Regions from separate parts of the Mus musculus genome. Here region 1 is linked to region 2. Evidence: chromatin contacts called from public Hi-C data. All regions are on one chromosome and are shown on one strand. Each heading gives the region's core, a stretch centred on a gene start, on an enhancer-like site or on the middle of the called end of the contact. The rest is flanking DNA. Distances are from core to core; before and after follow the strand shown. Region 1 has its middle 27 kb from the start of Gldc. Region 2 overlaps Gldc (glycine decarboxylase).

The links. A called contact is a pair of places that touch in the nucleus more often than the background predicts.
Region 1: a Hi-C map of liver shows a contact between it and region 2, with 2.9 times the contacts expected there. The contact joins two enhancer-like sites. A contact is called at or near these places in 1 of 15 datasets of contacts at CTCF or cohesin (embryonic stem cells), 10 of 484 Hi-C or Micro-C datasets (cerebral cortex, embryonic stem cells, liver and 5 more), 3 of 115 datasets of contacts at active chromatin or transcription factors (embryonic stem cells, extraembryonic endoderm stem cells and trophoblast stem cells) and 2 of 9 other capture datasets (embryonic stem cells and pancreatic islet).

What each region holds. Positions count from the first base shown.
Region 1 is chr19:30,199,720-30,205,264 of GRCm38.p6, forward strand. No RefSeq gene overlaps it. Among named protein-coding and RNA genes, the nearest start is that of Gldc, 27 kb to the left of the region's middle. Within about 2 kb of position 2,627, at least 11 of the 459 cell types and tissues checked have an H3K27ac peak or open chromatin away from gene starts, as enhancers often do. A contact at or near this core is called in liver, where this site is marked.
Region 2 is chr19:30,103,381-30,109,657 of GRCm38.p6, forward strand. The region is part of intron 21 of Gldc (glycine decarboxylase); the gene reads right to left. Among named protein-coding and RNA genes, the nearest start is that of Gldc, 69 kb to the right of the region's middle. Within about 2 kb of position 4,216, at least 51 of the 459 cell types and tissues checked have an H3K27ac peak or open chromatin away from gene starts, as enhancers often do. A contact at or near this core is called in liver, where this site is marked.

The DNA of each region.
Region 1 (5,545 bases), core at 1,377-3,876, 95 kb after region 2:
GTCTCCATATCTCCAGCTGTTAGGAGTCTCATCGAGAGTTACCCCCATAGACTCCCAGGAGCCTCTCCACCTCAGATTTCTGGCTAGTCCCAGAGATGCCCTCCCCACTGAGTCCATTCTCTCTCTCAGCCTTTCCCCACCTCTTCTCCCCACACCTGATCCCCATCCCTGTTCTTCTCCTTACCCAATCTCCTACTCAGTTCCCTCCCTCCATCCACCTCCAATGCCTATTTTATTTCCCCTTCTGAGTGAGATTCAAACATCACCCCTTAGGCCCTCCTTGTTACTTAGCTTCTTTGAATCTATGTATTATAGCATATTTAGCCTGTAATTTATGGCTAATGTCTACTTATAAGTGAGTACATAGCATGCATGCCTTTCTGGGTTTAGGTTATCTCACTCAGGATGACATTTTCTAGATCCATCAATTTGCCTGCAAATGTCACGATGTCTTTGTTTTTAATATCTGAGTAATATTACATTGTATAAATCTACCACATTTTTAAAATCCACATACCTACAGATACTTTATTTTTGACAAAGAAGCCAAAACAATACAAAGGAAAAAAAGAAAGCATCTTCAACAAATGGTGCTGGTCTAACTGGATGTTTGCATGTAGAAGAATGCAAATCGATCCATATTTATCACCTTGCACAAAACTCAAGTCCAAATGGATCAAAAAACCTCAACATAAAACTGGATACACTAAACCTAATAGAAGAAAAAGTGGGGAATAGCCTTGAACACATTGGCACAGGAGACAACTTCCTGAACAGAATACCAATGGCTCAGGCACTAAGATAAACAATTAATAAATGGGACCTCACTAAACTGAATATCTTCTGTAAGGCAAAGAACACCATCAATAGGACAAAATGGCAGCCTAGAGAATGTGAAAAGATGTAGAGGGAGGTGTCAATTCCCTAATTGGATCTTGATTGTGTCAATAAAGGAGGCAGAAGCTAATTGCTGGGTGAAGGGTAAAAGGTGGGACTCCCAGATCACAAGAAGAGGAGAAAGGATGCAGAAAAAAGTTTTCAGACCAGGCTTTGGAGCAAGAAGGAAGCAACAGACATGTAGGTATTTGAGCTTCTAGAGTTTGTAGCTTCCTCCTAGAGGGGGAGGGGGCAAGGAGGATGGAGGGAGCTAGCTGATAAGATTAGGGCAGGAAATTCTTTACCCAGCCATTGAGTTGTCTGGCTAGTTTTAAAATAATAAAACTGCCTAGTGTTTTTCATCCATGACACTAAGGTGAGCAGGAGGAGAAAGTGGGCAGCTGGGGTGGTTGTTGGTATCTGGTGGAGCTAGCCATGAGGGACTAGGGGAGCAATTGCAGTTCCTGGGAAAGAAAGGCCAACTGGTCATTGGCAGAGGGATTGGGGGTGGGGAACTAGGGCTGGTGGGAGCATGATCTCGGAGCTAAGCCAAGAGTATGGCTCCAGCCAAAGCAGCAAGAATGTTTTTAAAATTACAAGCAACAAAAAGATCTTCACCAACCATATACAGCTGATGGAGGACTAATATCCAAAATATGTAAAGAACTCAAGAAATTAGACAGCAACAAACCAATAACCCACTTTAAAAAATGGATACAGAGCTAAACAGAATTCTCAACAGAGGAATCTCTAATGGCTGAGAAGCACTTAAAGAAATCTCCAACATCTGTAGTCATCAGGGAAATGCAAATCAAAATGACTCTTAAATTCTATCTTATACCTGTCAGAATGACTAAGGTCACAGGCTGTCCAGGATATGGAGCAAGAGGAACACTCCTCCACCGCTGATGGGAGTGCAAACTTGTACAACCCTCTGGAAGTCAATTTGGTGGTCTCTCAGAATATTGAGAATATTTCTACCCTAAGATCCAGCTATACCACTCCTGGGCATATACTCAAAAGATTCTCCACCATAGCACAGGGACACTTGATCAATTATGTTCATAGCAGCATTATTCACACTAGCCAGAAGCTAGGAACAACCCAGATGCCCATCAACTGAAGAATGGATAAAGAAAATATGGTACATGTGAAGGATTTCTTTTCTAGGCCAAAAACAGAAGCGACCCAGGAAGCAGGTTAGCGGCAGGGAAATTGGCTAGCACGTGGAGCTCTATCTCCCCAGTTCTGACTATCCCCTGCCTCCCCAAAGCTTTCCTAACTCTCCCAAACCTCTCTCTTGATGAAGTAGCAGGAAGTGGACTCAGTTTCTAGGAACAGTTTCCAAGCTAGGTAAGATAGCACACACATGCAATCCCAGTATGAAAGAGGCTTAGACAGGAGGACTGCCTTGGGTTTGAAGCCAGCTAGGAATACGTAGCAAAAGCCGGACTCAAACAACATCCACAACAAAACACCATAAGTGGTGGCATACACTTATAATACCAGCAGTTGGGAGGTAGAAGCTAGAGGCCAGCCTATGACTTTGTCTTAAAACAGAAACAAAAATAAAAACAAAAACAAGGAGAAAAGAATTCTTTTCCTCCACTCTCCCCTTTGCAGAAACTCTTGAGTGCTGGCTTATGATGTTCTTTCTTTAAAATGAAAACTCGCACTTCAGTGCAGACAGGCTCCCTTCACTATCTGTACAGCCCTGCTCCAGCAATGTCTCACTGGCCGTGGCGTCATGAATCCTTTCCTATTAATCATTCACACCTCTCCGTCTCTTCCAAGTCCATCAGCCCTGTGGGAGAGTACACTGAGGGTCAGCAAAGCTCAGGAAGGGCAAAACATCGGTCACAGGCGGAACACAACCCTTCCAGACAGAGCAGAGACTCTGTGCCATAAAAGACTTCCACCTCTTAGGGTTGTGCCCAGGTAGTGACTGAACTGTATGTGAAAGGTTGCAGCGACTGTTGAGTGGCCTGCACAGTGTCGCCGTCCATCAGAACACTTGCTGCATCTTCAAAGGCAGCTCGACAGGCTGGGGAACTGTCACGGCCCTTCTGCTCAGTTTCATCAGACCCGACTCTAAACTCCACACATTAAGCAGTTTGTATGTGCAAGAAAATGCACTTAACCAAACCAGCAAAACCCTTAACTATATTCTAACTATTTACTCTTGCACTTACAGGCGAGTGTAGTGCTCAGCCCTCATTGAGAAAACTCCTGCCAGGCGTGGTGGCACAGGCCTTTAATCCCAGCACTTGGGAGGCAGAGGCAGGTGGATTTCTGAGTTCGAGGCCAGCCTGGTCTACAGAGTGAGTTCCAGGACAGCCAGGTCTACACAGAGAAACCCTGTCTCGAAAAAAACAAAAACAAAAACAAAAACAAAAACAAAACAAAACAAACAACAACAACAAAGAAAACAACAACAAAAAAGCCGAGCGTGGTGGCACACGCCTTTAATCACAGCGCTCGGAAGGCAGAGGCAGGCAGATTTCTGAGTTCGAGGCCAGAAAGGTCTACAGAGTGAGTTCCAGGATAGCTAGGGCTGCACAGAGAAACCCTGTCTCGAAAAACCAAAACCAAAATGAAAAGAAAAAAAAAAGAAAAAGAAAAGAAACTCCTCTCTGCAACAGATGGAGAACATTATAGAGAGCTCTAATCAACCTAAATGCCATTGTGGGGCCCGGTCCATAGTGAGGCATCTACAACATAGTTCCTGCCCCTAGGGATCAGGAATCATTGTGGAAGAGGAGGTGGAAAGAGTATAAGAGCCAGAGAAACAGGGAGTTTGCTAGGAGATTGTGTCTTCTAGAAATGCCAGAGATGAGATTTCGCCACCAGGGCTACCTAAACATGACCTGAACAAAGAGGGCGCCAACAGACCTGGTAATGTGGGAGGGGGAAAGCCCATGATACCTCAACCTTAGACAAAGAACTACAGGCAGCTGAGCAATGCTTAGAATGGGAGAAATAGTCTTCCCCAAGGAAGAACACACCAGCTGGTTATCCAATACTAACGGTCAGCCCACACCATAGATACAAGTAGCATTATATGGACTGAGCAGGTTGTATTTATATATTTAGAAATGTATCTTGTATGTTTATGTACGTATGTATATATGGGACAACAAAGAAAGAAAAAGGGGCCATAGATTTGAAAAATACCAGTGTCAGGGGTTATGTAGGAGGGGATGGAGGGAGGAAAGAGAATCTCAAAATACACAAATATTTAAAAATGACTGCTAGCCTGGCATGGTGGTCTCTAACTGTAACCCAGCATTTGGGAGGGTATGGCACTAAGACAGGAGAATCATGAGTTAACAAGAGCCACAGTCAGCTCTGGCTACATAGCAACACACTGTCTAAAAATGGGACAGGCTCTATTTATATGTATTTCCACCAGACTTGATACTTGCTTTCTAGCCCCACACTCTCAGGACTTCGTGTGTTTTGTTAAACTGTGCCTAGATGCTTTTTCATCTGGCCTATCACAACTCTACTATCCTCTAATGCACACATAATATTGGCTTTCTGGAAAATACATCTGGTTAATCTTGGGGGAGAAAAGAGGAGGTCTCACTACATTTCCCAGGTTGGTGTGGAACTCAGGATCTTCCTGCTTTCCTGCCCTTCACTTTCAAAACAGCTGGAATTAGCCAGGCAGTGGTGGCACACGCCTTTAATCCCAGCTCTCGGGAGGCAGAGGCAGGCGGATTTCTGAGTTCGAGGCCAGCCTGGTCTACAAAGTGAGTTCCAGGACAGCCAGGGATGTACAGAGAAACCCTGTCTCAAACAAACAAACAAACAAACAAACAAACAAAAAAACAAAACAAAAACAGCTGGAATTAAGTTGAGGAACTTATACCACATTGCCCACCCCCCACATATGCATGTATGAATGTATGTATATATGTATGTATGTATATGTGTATATGTGTCTCCTCCCCTACCCTCTTCTCCCCTCTCCTCCCCTCCCCTCAACCCCTCCCCTCCTCTCCTCTTTTCTTTTGAGACAGGGTCTCACTATGTTGCTCTGGCTGCCTTGGAACTCACTATGTAGATCAGGCTGGTCTGGAACTCACAGAGATCCACATATGTGTGTGTGTGTGTGTGTGTGTGTGTGTGTGTGTGTGTGTGCATGTGGAAGCTGGTACTCTCCTTCCACCATGGTGGTTCTATGAACCAAACTCAGGGCCTCAGCAGATGGTTTTACAACAAAAGCTTTTAAAGCACGCACAGATCAGCCACCCTCTGTCTCGAGCTGGTTTTGGGTTTTGAGAGAGTGGCTCACACTTAATGCCTCGCTCTCGGTGTACTTAAGAAATAGTTGTTGAGGGGCTGGATGGCTCAGCAGTTAGAGCACTTGTTGCTCTTGCACAGGGCCTGGGTTTGGTTCCCAGCACCCACATGCTTGCTAACAACCATTTACAACTCTAGTTCCAAGAGGTCCAACACCCACTGCTGGCTACTGCAGGCACTGCTGGTATTGTGTATCACATACACACATTCAGGCAAAGGACTCGAATATATACAACAATATCAATAAATACAAAAGAAAATTTAAAAAGGAAATTGCTGTTGAAAACATGAACGAGAATAAAGAGAAACGAGATTAAGGATCCATGATCCATTCACTACAGTGAAGCTACAATTACCTCTT
Region 2 (6,277 bases), core at 2,966-5,465:
TACAATCCTGATATATATATATATATATATATATATATATATATATATATATATATATATATATATATATATATGTAAATTATTTCTAGAGCTAAACATTCGCTGGTTGGTGAGCTCAGCACTTTCACTTTCAAGGTTAAACAACCTCATCTTGGGCAATCAAGATGTAAGTACATGTCAACAAATATATATTCACATGGGGAGTTTAATGTGATGCTTCAAAGGATGGCAAGGGCTTTTAATGTCAGGCTGCAGACGGAGGATTAGTAATAAGCGCTGCCCGCCAGATGAAGTGGTGTCCTCTTATGATCCTAGAATTAGGCAGAGGCAGGAGAATCACACACTTGAGGCTGTAGATCAAGACTCTGTCTCAAAACAAAATCCACAAAAGAAAGAATAGAAAGGAAGAAAAGAAAGAGGGAGCAGTGTCAGATAGCCTTAGAATCAGTGAGGCTGGAATGTATGGGGGTCAGTTCACGGCGATCTAGTTCATCAACAGACCGCCTTCCTAGGTCCATCAGGAGCTGCTAAACACCCAGCCATCAAGAATAAGCTGGTGGTGGGATGGAGAGGTGGCTAAGCAGTTAACTCCTGTTCTTCCAGAGGTCCTGCGCACTTGGTGCGCAGCACGAATGCCCGGCATCTCACAGTCACCTGTAACTCCAGCTCCAGAGGATCTGTCACCCTCCTCTTACCTTCGAGGGTGACACATTCACGTGCAAACCCCATGCCCGGACATGCACATATATTCATAATTGAAAATAATATAAATAAAATCTTTAAACCAGTGAAAGCAAGTCAGCTTTAATAAGCAATCAATATTCCTGGGAACTTCCCAAATTCTCTGCCCACCTGTTGATATATTTTAATATATTTCCTTAGTTGGTTTTACCAACCTAGGAAAATGGGCCAGTAAGTAGGTAAGAATATTTATTTTATGAAGATCTGGGTTCAAATCCCCAGCGCCCATGTGAAATCTGGGCACAGCAATGTGTGCCTGTATTCTCCAGCAGAGAGTGTGTGTGTGTGTGTGTGTGTGTGTGTGTGAAGAGGATGGTATATGTAGCACTCAAGCACTCACAGGTCAGCCAGCCTAGCTCAAACAGTAAGTTTTTCTGGCAATGAAAAACACTGTCTCAAGGCAATAATGCAGAGAGCAACAAAGGAAGGACCGAGCACCTGCTCTGGACTCTCTGTGTGTGTGCATGCCTACCCACACACTCACATGCACATGCCTACCCACACACTCACATGCACATGCCTACCCACACACTCACATGCACATGCCTACCCACACACTCACATGCACACAGAACACATATGCAGCACAGAAGCATGCACACCAAACCAAATAACCCGTTTTACCAACTCTCAGCCAACGGTGAATCCACTGACAAACCTCTAGCCTTCAAAACTAACCGCAGTCCCTAACAGCCCCTGAAGGCAGCCTGAGCCACTCTGCTAAACCTGAAGAAAGTAATTTTATAATGAATAAACCTTTAATGGTCCTTTAGTCTGAAAGCACGCATGAGAGTGCGAGACTAAATACGTTAACACTGCCTAGTTTTAGCATATGCTCTCTAACAATGATGAGAGAGAAACTGGTTACAAATGAGACTCTAGAAAGGTCTATGTCTAGGTGAGTGATCTCAGAAAAACATGTGTCCAATGGAATAACCATTATAAGGTTAGAGGAGGAAAAAAAAAATCACAAAAATCCTTGAGACCTTATCAACTTCTACTTTTAGGATTCTTAGAGTCTATCGTCAGCCTCTGCCCTTCCTCCTCTGAGTTTCCAGCTACCCTGGGCACTACAACCCCAGCAGGAAGATGGCTAGTGATATTTACTGTCCTGCAGGGCATCTGGCTAGCCTGAGGCCGGAAATGTACGTCACCAGGAGAGAAGTCATTTGTTGGCAGGCCTAGAGGAGAGTCTTGCAAGCAGGGGTTTAGTGGCAACTGAACCAACTGCTAAACCCAAGATTCCATTGCATAGGCACCACCACAGATGAGTGGTTTGGGAAGAGGTCCATTCCAAAAAAAAAAAAAAATGAGGTTCAGATGTTATTTTCAAATGCACACGCTCATCCAAAGAGTACCCCTCTCTCTAAGGGATAATATTTAAATTTGGTGTCTAGGAGAGGCCAGGGCCCAAGATGTTTTTCTCTCTTTACAGCTTTTAGGAGAGAGATGTATAAACCTGCTGCGTATATGATAAGATTGGGGCAATCTAAAACAGCAGCTGTTTCCTCTAGCCCTACCCAAGACTGCAGCTAAGAGTGTGAACACCACCAAGTCAGAGGAGTCGGAAAGAACAGGAGGGGGTGCTCTTTGGATGAGTGTGTGCATTGGAGGACTGTGGACCAACAGTGTCTTCTAAACACAACAGTGCCACAATGAGCTCCCAGCAGCTATGGATGCCTGCACAGACCTGCAGAAAGAAGGTCAAAGGGACCCAACACTCCTGGCTATTGACAGTCCACAGCTTCTGGGGAGAGAGAGTCCGTTCTAAGGACGTGGCCCTGGTGGGGGACCACATAACGTCCTATGGCACTGTATCAAAAACCTGGATAAACTGGACTCATCCAGTAAAGAGGGGTAGGATAAAAAAGGCCCCAAAGTTGGGAGGAGGTAAGAAGATCAGGGTAGATTTGTGGGAGGAGAAAAGTTGGGAGTGAATAAGATCCAAACACATTGTATTTGCATGACTGAAATTCTTAAGAGTTAACAAAAATATTATATTAAAAAGGTGAGGAGGTGGAGCAATAGAATTACAAAGTGAAGTGGCCTGGCCCATGTGTGATTGTCTTCATTTGAAAGGAAATGGTCCCACTAGGCTCTTAGGGAGTGGCATTATTAGGACTTGTATCCTTGATGGAGTTGGTGTGGTCTTGTTGGAGGAAGTGTGTCACTGGGGGTGGGCTTTGAGGTTTCAATTGTTCAAGCCAGGCCCAATGTCTCTCTCTTCCTGGTGCCTGCAGATTAGGATGTAGAACGCTCAGCTCCTTCTCCAGCACTATGTCTGCCTGCACACTGCTATATTTCCCACCATGACAATAATGGACTAAACCTCCAAAACTGTAAGCAAGCTCCAATTCAATGCTTTCCTTATTAAGAGATGCCTGGGGTCATGGGGTTGTGGTATAGAAGCTAGGATTCTCTACGCCTCCCCCGGAGAACACAGATTGGAGCCACTGCTGCAACATTCTCACAGTGACTGCCTCAGAAGGTTAGAGGTAAGCAGCTCGTGTGAATTAAGCCTGGGCGGGCAATCAAAAGGTCTTCTGGTTGTGTGGTCACTCCCAGCATTTTCCTGGCACAGCACGTGCCAGCCAGACTGTGCGGCCACTGCCCACTGTCAAAGGAAGAGCCACCTGAAAAGTTCTTCAGGGACTGGAATCCAATGCAACATTGGGCTTGTCCAAGATGAGAGGCAGATAGAAACATTAGTCAAATTATGCTGCCAAAGACCAAACACAGGAAAGCCCTTTGGAGCACGTGGTGAACCTAACCCAAAAGATAAGGGCCCTGAAAGGTTAAAAAAAAAATCCCTTCTCTTACAAATCTACCATCTTTTCTGGGTGTGGCAAGAGGCCATGTCTGTAATCCCAGCACTGTGCAATGTTAAGACAGGTCAATCACAAATTCCAGTCTGCTTGAGCTACACAGTGAGATGCTCTATCATAAAACAAAGCAAAGCAAAACAAAACAAAACAAAACAAAGCAAAACAAAACAAAGCAAAACAAAAACAAAATCCCACGAAAGCATCTAACAAAAGAGACTGACTGACCAATACCACCAACAAAACAGTCGTTTTACGTAAAGTAATTCCTTTTCTCTTCATTGTAGCAGAATAAAATATTTCTCCGGCTTCTCCACCTATCTCTTTTACCCTTGTTTGCTTTAAAAGCCCACCAGCCTGGACAGTTTAGTTAATATTCAGATCTCAGCTCACGCTGGCAAGCCTGGAGCTCATTAAAACGATTGCCTCACAGGCATCTACAATTCCAACATCTGATTTACTGCTGGTAAATATGATTAAGACGAGCACTGGTCTTCTAATAGTGCCATAGGACACGTTAGGATTCACCGTGATTATTGAAAACATTCCTAGTTTGAGTCCCCAAAGCACAACAGTGCTGGGGTTCCGGGCCCCAGAATAGGAGATCTGAAATTGTGCAACATATGTGTTTAGCAGACCAACATGAGTCAATGTTTGGTTTGACTGACTTGAGGATTGAGTAATCAAGTCTGCAAGCAGCAATCCATTTCAGTTCGGGATGAGAACTGCTACTTGCAATTTAATTTGGGGGTAAAATGTCAAAAACAAATGGAAATTCCATCCATCTTTCTGTACTCTGAAGTCCCAAGGGATGGAGTAGGGCTCCCTGCCCCAAGCCACTACATAAATGCTAAGTGCGTGGTGACATCTGACCTTCTCTCGTGGGTGCCAACCAGCCCCATTCAATTTAAGTCACATTAATTCCTGCTTTCAAAACCTAAACTTTGCAATCAGTGAACACATTAAAAATTGCTGAATTGTGCAGCTTAAACGAGCAAATTATATGAGGAGGTATGCTAATTCCATCTTAGCAATGCTGCCTAAAATAAAACGTAATGTAAGACATTTAGGGCTGGGACAGCTCATCCTTAGGATATATGCCTAGCAGGAGTGAAGCCCTAGGTTCAAAAACAAGTACTGCCACCAATAATTAACTAAAGAAATGAAAGAAAACCTTAAGTATTAGAAATTAAAACAAAGTCTCTTCCAGTCATGAAATTGATAATTTTTTTTAAACCTTTGTTGTTTTTTTTTTCGTCTATTCTTCTCACTATACTCTTGGTGTGATGGGCACTCTCAATACTAGTAGCATAAAATAACTGACACGGTGTCTTGAGAAAATTAAAGAAACATGTATAAAAAGCTCAAAGCCTCCATATCCCTTTTTATAAGTTATCTAAAGAAATAGTTTTTCTCAAAAAACAAAAACAGAAACACACTATTGGAGGGGTTGTTCTTATTAGCAACAATACAATGCAAATAGCTGAAAATTTAACTATAGACTCACAGGGCATCCACACTATTCAGTCACATAGGGAAAAACTCACGGAAATAGGATAGGTAGGCATTGTGGAGCTGTGGGGAAAATGTAATACTGCACAGCCACATAAGACATAAAAGATGACAGCACATGTGTGTGTGAGAAAGAGAGAGTCGGGGGAGAGGCAGGGACAGAGACTGAGCAACCACATAAAGACATTGGTGGTGGTAGTAGTGGTGGGTTTGTGTGTGTGTGTGTGTGTGTCTGTGTGTGTGAGAGAGAGAGAGAGAGAAAAATAGAAAGAAAATAGAGAGAGAGATTGAGAAAGAGAGAGCAATGAAGCAACCACATAAAAAGACATTGGGCTGTGCTGTGCTGTGCTGTGCTGTGCTGTGCTCTGGTACACTGCATGTGTAAGTAGGAGGACAGAGGCTTGCTGGTCAGCCAGCCTAGCTCATAGCTGAAATGGTGAGCTTCAGGTTCCTTGAGAGACCTTGTCTTAAAAAAATAATGAAAGAACCATTAAAGAGCTATTAAAGAAGGTGTTTCTATGTCAACCTCTGGCTTCCACATGCACTAAGAAGGATGAGCATACTCTCCCACACAGATGCAAAAATAAATAGATAAATAAATAAATAAATCCTCCAAACTGCATCTGTGATGTTAGCTTATTGTCCAAGAGAAATAAGAGCGGGAATACAGTGAAACATTCAGTGTTAGCTTTATCTGGCTGACGATGCAAGTATCACTTAGATTTTCCCTCTCATGGCTTTTTTTTTTTTCCTCCAGACTTCTGAATTGAACAATATGCATCATTTATATAACCAGACAGCATAAATATTCAATCCCCTCCTTAAAGCAAATACACACCAGGCTGGATTTCACAGCACGGGAGCGCTGTCTGAACTCATTAGCAACTGCAGAAGCACTCTGCTGCGCTGCTTGTTGCTTGGAGACGTTTCCCTCAGAACCTTCTCTGCTCTCTGGAGACCACCCTCCCAGGGCTCCTGGTTATTTACTTCCTTTTATTTACAAACTCACAAAGTATTCCTCTGTACCCCTTTTTATAAGATCAGAGCAGCCTTTAAGTTAGAGACGATAAGTAATGTAGACGCGGGGCCTGCCTGGGCGGAGGAACCAAGAGCAGGAGCCGCTGGCCACCCTTCTTAGTGCCATTATCTGCTGAGGGGCTTCGCTCTCACTCCTCAATGTTCTAGGCCTTGTTTCTCCTTCC